Linked DNA regions of Mus musculus: regions 1 and 3 are each linked to region 2. A link is a contact called in public HiChIP or PLAC-seq and promoter capture Hi-C data. All regions are on one chromosome and are shown on one strand. Each heading gives the region's core, a stretch centred on a gene start, on an enhancer-like site or on the middle of the called end of the contact. The rest is flanking DNA. Distances are from core to core; before and after follow the strand shown. Region 1 overlaps Aim2 (absent in melanoma 2). Region 2 holds the start of Ifi204 (interferon activated gene 204). Region 3 holds the start of Olfr432 (olfactory receptor 432).

Region 1 (2,769 bases), core at 11-2,510, 320 kb after region 2:
GAATGCATATGCCAAGTGCTCGCACAGGGAGCCTGAGAGATGGAAAGGGTTAAGAAAGACATATATGATAGGCTGGCCTCTTTCTAAACAGGGAGGGCTGTTACACTATGTGAAAGTGCCCTTTACGGCATACCTGGAAAACACCAGCTCTGCAGTAATTGTTGGTTCAATTTGGGATTTGAGGCACAATGACTTACCTGACGCCACCCAGCTTCTAAAGGATGACTATGCGGCCAGACCTCAAGTCTCCTGAATCAAGTCCTCTGTACTGTCTTGTTCCCACTGCCTTTGTATTATTCACAGAATGGGCAACAATACCTTTAAATTAAAAAACAAAACAAAACAAAACAACAACAAAATTCTAACGTTATTGGCTGTTATTCGAAGACACACATTCCGTAACTCTCTTAAAGTATTAATAATGATATAATAATTGCCATCTTTTCCCCTTGTCAAAACCATTTATCTCTCTTCACTGTGTGTTGGAATAAATTAAACCCACCCTCTCTGTAGATTTCTACTCAAACTTCCCTGCATATGTATTATAAAACTAAAACTGGCCCTGTTCCTCTCTGTTACCACAAACTGTTTCGTTTTCCTCTCTACTTGTCTACTTAGCAATCCAGTAGTTTTTTGGTTCACATTCTGTGCTGGAATAAAAGTGGCTTGTGGGCAAGGACTCTGTTGTTCATGTCTGCAGTCCTGGCTCCTAAAATAGCATCTGCAATACAAGCATTCAACAAACATTCATTGACTTTTTCTAAGTAAAAATACAGTTCTAGGTGTCTTCTGGGCTGGATTCTGGGTGCTTTTAGTTTGACTAAGAAGCCCAGTTGAAAGGTCACAGAACAATATGGCAGGAAATAAGAACCCCTAGCAACCATCTTCCCACAGGCACACAAATTTTGATTAGTTGTACAGAGCCCAACCCACCCTCCTAACACCTAAAGAAGCCATGTGAGAGACCATCCTGTCTTGGTTGCATTTGATAGTAAGACAAGACACAATGAAGAAATGGGAGGGAGAGATTTGTCCATGTTGACACTCCTCCACATTCACAAAGGGGGGTGGGGGGCAGAGAGAGACAGAGAGAAGGAATTCATCCCAGGCCTTAGTCTTTAAACTCAGTACGAGGCTATCATAGCGAAGTATCACTGCTTGGAAGAATTCTATAACCCCTTCCCCCAGGCTAGACTGAGCAACTGGAATTGTGTAAGTCAGTCTGCATGCTCACTTCCTCTATCTCTTCTCCTTGGATCTGGGTCAGACAGAAGGATGAGCAGAAAGGTCTCCACCCACAGGCAACATGGCCCAAATCTAGCCCAGAATTCTGCTCACTGCAGTGGGAAGTAGCAAGAAACAGAAAGTAACGCCTTTTAGACCCAGGCCACATCTCATAGATGAAACCTCCCTCCCGACATACACTAGAACTAAGCAATTGCCTACATGCCAGTGGGACTGTCTCAAGCTTGCTTAGATCGTTACCAGCCTGGCAGTGAGAAAGGGACACACACCCTACTCTGACCACATATTTTCTCTGCCTGTGAGTCCCAGGTGTGACACAGGTTAGTGTCGCCCTTGGTGGACCCTAGATTTGGGTATCAGCTCTCTTCAGGTTAGTGTTATCAGACAGATCATCAAGCACAAATTATCAAGATCATTTGACATGACTTACCACCAAGCAGGGACTTATACCCTACTGGGATGTCATATTTGGGCCTGTTTGTCTACTGGGATGGCATAGACCTGGGTGCACTCACCATGAAATTCAGAAAGAGAAACAAGAATTCAAAGCTAACTCACTGGCCACTGCCAATAGCAGACCTAGCATCCATGGGAAGTGGGTGTTGAGGGATTGTAGCAAAGGAGAACACATGTTTCAGAAGCTAAGAAAAGATCACTCTTAAAGTTTTTTTTTTTTTTAAGAATCAACTGTGTCTCTTGTTTGTTTTGCTATAAAGCTACCTAAGGTGAAGGCTACAGATGTGTCATGGGGTTAGCCATGTGGGGTTACGGGTAGCAAGAAGAGCGACAAGGAAGTGGGATGGAAGTTCAACACAAGTCTTGCTGTAAAAGGGCCAGAGAAATGTGATAAAAGACAGGGTAGGAGGTGGGATAGGAAATGGAGAAAGTGACTTATAATTGCTCACTTGATCTCTTTTCTAACATGAGAGGAATCAGTCTTGCTTCATGCTGATGAGAATGTTCTAGAAGGGGGCGAGCTGTGGTATAGAAGAACAAAAGGAAAATTGCTCCTGGGAGTGAGCCTGAGGATGACTCCTCTGGAGTACACCTTCTGAAACAAAGGAAAGCCACTCTCCATTTCCTGCATCTGACATCTGCTGTTAGGGACAGACGCCCACCTTCCTCATGCCAAGATTTCTCAATTCTTCAAGGATCTCCAACCGTGTTCACTTGCTGCCTACGGCTGACAGCTAGACAGCTAGACAGACACAGACTCAACTCCTGGCTCTGCCATTTATTGGCTGTGTGACATCTGGTAAATTACAACCTTATAAAGTGTCCATATCCTCAAGTGTAAAATGGGGAAAAGGTGAACATCTCCATTAAATGGCTACTGTTATAATGCCATGCTACTGAATCAGGGACTTGTAACAGAACCATGTGAGACTAATCACTGAGTCAAAGCTATTAATAGAAAAGTGATAGACAGGATTCAGGGTAGTGATAGTGTACAAGGAATAGAAACTTAGTTTGGGATGGGAGGTGAGGGCTTGTGTTAGGAACTGGGAAAAGAAGGTGGAGGAG
Region 2 (2,735 bases), core at 47-2,546:
CCTATTCTCTGGTCTGTCAGGTGTGGGAGAGCTGCCATACACTTTCCACTCAGCCCTGGGTGGGCATTCAAACCTCTGACCCACTCTTCAGGGGGTGGCCAAGGGGCAGCCCTACCTGGGATCCCTTGAGCTACTTTGCTAAAGCCACTATGGTTATAGGAGGGAAGGATGGCAGAAGAGAGGTTCCCAAAACTTGCGAGAGTGAGGGTAGCAGATTTTGATGAGCAGAGACTCTTTATGGTTTTAGAGCTTTATTATAGAAATGTAGGGGTATAACAGAGAAGCTAGAAAAAGAGAGAGAGAGGAGGGAGAGAGAGAATAGGGAAGGAGAGAGAGAGAGAGAGAGAGAGAGAGAGAGAGAGAGAGAGAGAAGGCTAGAGAGAAAGAGAGTAAGAGAGAGAGAGGAGAGGAGAAGACAAAGAGAAAGGAAAGAGGAGAGAAGAGTGAGAGAAGTGAGAGTTAAGAGAACAAAGGAGTAAGAGAAGAGACAAGTAAGATAGCAAACAGGGGCTGAACAGCCCTTTTTATGGTCTTTACTGTTGCTAGGTAACTGGGGAGGAGTTTAGCCTGAAGGTCAGAAGCTTGGGCCATTGCCTACATGACTTCTACCCATGCTTCTCTTGTGGGGTCTGTGGGGGGAGGTAACTTAGGTAGGAGCCAGAGTTCCAGCAGCATAAGGGAATGCCTACTGTGTCATGTAGCTGAATTATCACCCTTTGGAGTTCAGACCTCAGCTCAACTGGAGACCAGCCTGTCTGTGCAAAACCTCAAAACCACAATTCTCTGGCTTCCGAAGGGCTTGATACTTATAAACCCTGAGCGTATTAGACTCTTCCCTGGGCCTTGAGTACTTTACTACAATAAAAAAAACTCCACCTTAGCTGTCCAGGACTCCTATCTAAGTAGAGCAGAACCTTGGTCAGCTAGTTTTAACACCTTGATCTGGTTGTACCATGTATGTGAATTTTGTGTCTAGTGGCCAGTGTACATCCGTTTGCTACAAAAGTTGTAAGGTTAGGGCTTTCTTATTTAGTGAGATTCATCAGAAAAGAATGTGAGCCTGACTAAGCTGTGATTTTTTTTTTCATAGTGACCACAGTGTTTACAGGAAGTTAAGATGTTTCCAAAGCCAGGGAAATTGAAAGCTATGAACGAAACTGGGAGGAGGCCTGGCTGATTCAGCACTTCTCACCCAAGGGAGACAGCACAGGGAGAGACAGCCAGTGCTGTTCAAGAAATGAAACAACTCTGAGAGTGTTGTAATCACTACCATCTTCCTTTACACCCAACTGTTCAGTTTCTTATTTACTGACTTAGCTGCCTACCTACTCAAGCCAAGCAGGCCACTTCTTGACCCGGTGAAGGTCTCAGGATCTGTACATCACTGCAGAAATATCCAGGAAGGTGAGTTCTGTTTGTTTCTTAAACATGTGATCAGATCTATCTGTGAAATATAAAAGACCATAGAAAAAAATCAGTGTTGAATGGTGGAGGACCAAGGCTGGTGCCAGCTGCACTCACAGCCTTGAACCTGCTGTAGCTGGTTTCCGATGCTTCACTAGGAAGACAGCCGATGACAGAATAAAGATGCCTCCTCTATTCCTATGACTTTTCATGAGTTAGTGTTTATCACTGTTCTTCATTTATCTTCACTAGAGAAGACATGGGAGTAAGGTGTTTGTGGTGAAGGACTGTGTAAAAGACAAGACAGAAACAAAAAATATTGATAACTAAAATCATGTTAAATGAAAACCACACTTTCCAGTTTTGTGAATATACAAAACTGAGATTCATATAAAACTTGAGAACTCTCATTAGCCTGTAGAGAAAAATGTCCCACTTTTGTTAACACAGTTATTTAAATAGACTGTGGACATTTTTATGTTTAGCTCTCCTCTTAGCTCCCTTCTATATCAGATGTTAGAGACAATATTTGCCATACTCTCTTCTTCATGCCATGATGGAGGTGAATACTAATGAGGAAAGTTAAACTTGTTCACTGTCACTAATTTCTTCTGTAATTTTTCTAATTTTTTTATCCTGTTTTGCCTAAATTTTAGTAGTTGAGATATGCATAAATTTTAAACCATAGTCATAGACAATATCATACCTGTTTAAATACATATTATTGCTTGTTAATGGTTCTGTTTAAAGAATAATTTCATTATCCAAGCCTGGTTTCCAATAACTTGGCACATAGCTGAGGCCAGCCTCAAACTTACAGTCCTCTTGCCTCTGCCTCAGCTTCTGTCTTTCCCTCAGACTCTGGGGCCTTGAATCATAGACACCCACTGCCATGACCCTCTTTAATGTCTACAATTAATTTTGTATTTTACTACATAGTACTATTTAATGTCCTGGGAGTAATGTTGTAAAACTAAAATTTGTTATTATTTGGTAATTATATAATTAAAATTGTTTCACTTTTCTTGGGTTGAAATCTTTCATTGTTAAGTAGTGAACCTCCAGGCTTTATGATGTTTCTTGGATGGTCCTTACCTATATTAGCAGAGAATTTTGGTGCCTTTAAATTGCTCTTTCAGCATCAAATTTTTCTAATATGTTTAAATCCATCAAATAGTATTTTGTCAGCAATTCGAAGGTATTGTATTTTTCTAAACCACTTTAAAAATTGTATCATTTTTTGCTTTTTTTTTGTTTTGATCTATTTTGCTTTTGTTTTTTAGACAAGGTCCCACTATGTAGCATTGATTGGCTTAGAAATGACTATGTAG
Region 3 (2,891 bases), core at 115-2,614, 280 kb before region 2:
TTCTGTTTTCATATCTCCCTGGTGTCCATCCCAACATTTGCGCAATGCTCTCTTCCAAAATCTTTAACTAATTTCAATATCTTCTTGGTCTTTCTTCAAAAATCCGGTCTGAAACATTAACACATAGCCAGACCAGATTCTAGAAATTAAACCAACTCACTTTCTAACTAAGTTCCATCTGCCTGAGAAAAGGTGAACGTCATTTTGTTTCTTCCCCTTCAAATCTGTGTCCTCACCCACTCCTACGTTGGTAGGTTCAGGGACTATATTTGTCTTACAACATTTTACAATGTGTCCTAATGAAAGATTTCATGAGTTGAAAATTTGACATATCATCGAAACAACTAGTTAATTGTCTATACAATAAGCAGGGAAATCTTTCAATTTTCATATGATGGAATACAATAAACCTAGCAGACTTCAAGTCATTTCAGCACAGCATTAATCCTCTGTGTGACCCTCTTAAAAGCCTCTTTTACTTCCTTATTGCGAAGAGTATAAATAATAGGGTTGAAGAAAGGGGTGAGCAAAGTATATACCAAGGCAATAAGCTTGTCTCTGCCTTCAGCTCGAATCTCTGGTGGGCCCACATAGACAATGAAGGCAGAGCCAAAGAACAGTGTCACTACGGTTATATGGGAGGAACAGGTGGAAAAGGCTTTTGCACGACTAGCAGCTGAAGGCAGCTTCAGCACAGCTCTCACAATACCTCCATAGAGTCCCAAGATGAAAGTAAGATTGCATGTATTGATCATGCCAATCACTGCAATATAAAGCCGAGCATGCCAGCTAGTGTCCACACATGCCAACTGCATCACTGGTGCCAGGTCACAAAAGTAATGGGCCACCTCTTTCAAACAATAAGGTAAAGAGGCAGTGAGACCTGCAGGCACCAGGGCAGCTGAAAAACCAGCCAACCATGTAACCCCAACTAACTGTTTCTGTACCTGTCTGCTCATGAGTGCATGGTAGTGCAGTGGACGACAGATAGCAAGGTAGCGGTCCAGAGCCATGACACCTAGCAGGTAGCACTCGGTCATGCCCAAGGAGTGGAAGACATACAGCTGGACAAAGCATGCAGACGAGGGGATGGGTGAAGGCCCATGGAGCAAGGTATGCAGCAAGGTGGGCACTGTGGTGCTGACATACCAGAGTTCCAGGAAGGAGAGGACACTGATAAAGAAGTACATGGGAGTGGACAGCCCTGAATCTGCCTGGATCAAGACAATGATGAACAAGTTCCCTGCCAGTGTGAGGAGATAGATGCACAGGGTTCCAAAAACTGCAAGATGTTGCAGGGTGCCAGAGGTAGTGAAACCAGCAAGGATGAAGGTCCGTGTCCAGGTATAGTTGACATGATCCATGATTCCTGGGAATGAAAGAAAAAGGCAGTAAATAATCACCTTTATGTTTTTCCTCTGGACAATGTTCCCCAGAGACCAAAGTATAGAACACACAAGTCAAAATCACATATTGTCTACTCAATCCATTCCATCTACAGGATGAAAGAGGATTTGACTACTAGTAGTCAGAAGTGGTTTGTTTAATATCTGTTGGTGACAGTGGCCACATAGAATTATTGTTTTAATTCACAGAACAACATTTGTAGACTATGGCAGCAGTCAGGCCTAAGATTTTCTCCTCTCTGCTTTGCCAAAAAAAAAAAAAAAAAAAAGAAAAAAAAAGAAAAAGAAAAAAGAAAAAAAAGAAAAAAAAGAAAAATCCCAACAAATAAAATGATAGGAAAATTCTGCTTCTTTCTCCTACCATTCCTAGTTAAGTGCTCCCATGATAATTCGAAATTATGATCCTTATTGTATACTGGATTCAACAACTAGGATATAGTAGGAAAAGGAGACTTATGTTCATTCATTAACATCTAAGTCTTATTGGGGGTTCTCCAGGTTTGTTTAGAACTCATCAAGGTTCTTATCAAAGGTGGAAAGAGAAAATGATGGACAAGAAACAAGGCTATCTTAGGAACATATCTCAAAGCTGAATACTTTTGGGAAACATGAATAATCCATTGGCTAAGAGGATGTGTTTTCTGGAAGTATTCTAGTGGGAGATACACTTCAGAATACTGCAGTGGGTAGGAGAAAGGGAGAAGTACAAAGCAAAGCCCCTATGAGATGTGTCAAGAGGTGCTAAAGTAGTACAAGCAATGCCTTATTTCAGGAGTCGTATTTCCTCATTTGTCTTCACCACCAACTCAACGTGAATCTTGATCCAAACCAACACTTCCTCTGTGGCTGAAGTCCTGTAACTGAAGAAGTTTAAGTTACAGGTTCCCGAAGTTTCTGACGTGGTAATAGCTTATGATTCTCTAGTTATTGATTGATTTGTACTAGGTTCCTCATGGACAGCCTTTATTAATATCTGCAGAATGTCATGCTCATACTCAAATGGAAATTATTCAGAAAAGGTCAATTATTCAGCTGCCTCCTGCTGCTTTTTTTTTTTTTTTTTTTGCTGTTCTTACCTCTTGTGTGCCACCTCCAACCATTACCTCATTCTTTTGGTTACAACAGAACTAGTCTCATTCTTCTTGGTATCACTTCTATCCCAAGACACTCCCTTATTTATAATTCCTGCTCCTGGAAACAAAGCTCTCCCACAAACTCCTTAATAAACGTTCCCTGAGGTTACTATGACTAACTCTCAGTATGGATCCCTCTGGGGCAAGAAGTGAGGCCCACAGAAATGAGTCAGATGAGATGTGTGTGTCTCGCCAATGACTTACCTCTGCATCTACACTTTGGAGTTCTGCAATCTAATCCAGGGATATTGCCTGTCTTGCAATGACCATATAACATGACATTAAGGAAACAATCTAGTACTCATATCTTCATTCACACATAAAGAATAACAACTTTAGGAAAGGGGAATTG

What was found. HiChIP or PLAC-seq counts read pairs in DNA pulled down with a chosen protein or histone mark. Capture Hi-C pulls out chosen DNA fragments and counts their contacts.
Region 1: a contact with region 2 is called in a BATF HiChIP or PLAC-seq map of CD8 T cells, with 5 read pairs. The contact joins the enhancer-like site here to the promoter of Ifi204 in region 2. A contact is called at or near these places in 2 of 15 datasets of contacts at CTCF or cohesin (large pre-B cells and pro-B cells), 1 of 484 Hi-C or Micro-C datasets (bone marrow-derived macrophages), 2 of 115 datasets of contacts at active chromatin or transcription factors (CD8 T cells and large pre-B cells) and 2 of 9 other capture datasets (adipose tissue and liver).
Region 3: a contact with region 2 is called in a promoter capture Hi-C map of adipose tissue. The contact joins the promoter of Olfr432 here to the promoter of Ifi204 in region 2. A contact is called at or near these places in 2 of 39 promoter capture datasets (both in the C10 cell line), 1 of 15 datasets of contacts at CTCF or cohesin (the NIH/3T3 cell line), 1 of 115 datasets of contacts at active chromatin or transcription factors (CD8 T cells) and 3 of 9 other capture datasets (adipose tissue, liver and macrophages).

What each region holds. Positions count from the first base shown.
Region 1 is chr1:173,450,377-173,453,145 of GRCm38.p6, reverse strand. It overlaps Aim2 (absent in melanoma 2), which reads right to left. Exons shown (of 9, transcript NM_001013779.2): 3 at 198-318. Among named protein-coding and RNA genes, the nearest start is that of Aim2, 31 kb to the right of the region's middle. Within about 2 kb of position 1,260, at least 44 of the 459 cell types and tissues checked have an H3K27ac peak or open chromatin away from gene starts, as enhancers often do. A contact at or near this core is called in CD8 T cells and bone marrow-derived macrophages, where this site is marked.
Region 2 is chr1:173,765,480-173,768,214 of GRCm38.p6, reverse strand. It overlaps Ifi204 (interferon activated gene 204), which reads left to right and starts at 1,296. Exons shown (of 9, transcript NM_008329.2): 1 at 1,296-1,404.
Region 3 is chr1:174,048,848-174,051,738 of GRCm38.p6, reverse strand. It overlaps Olfr432 (olfactory receptor 432), which reads right to left and starts at 1,364. Exons shown (of 1, transcript NM_146716.2): 1 at 426-1,364. The coding sequence starts at 1,364. The coding sequence ends at 426. It also overlaps the pseudogene Olfr431-ps1.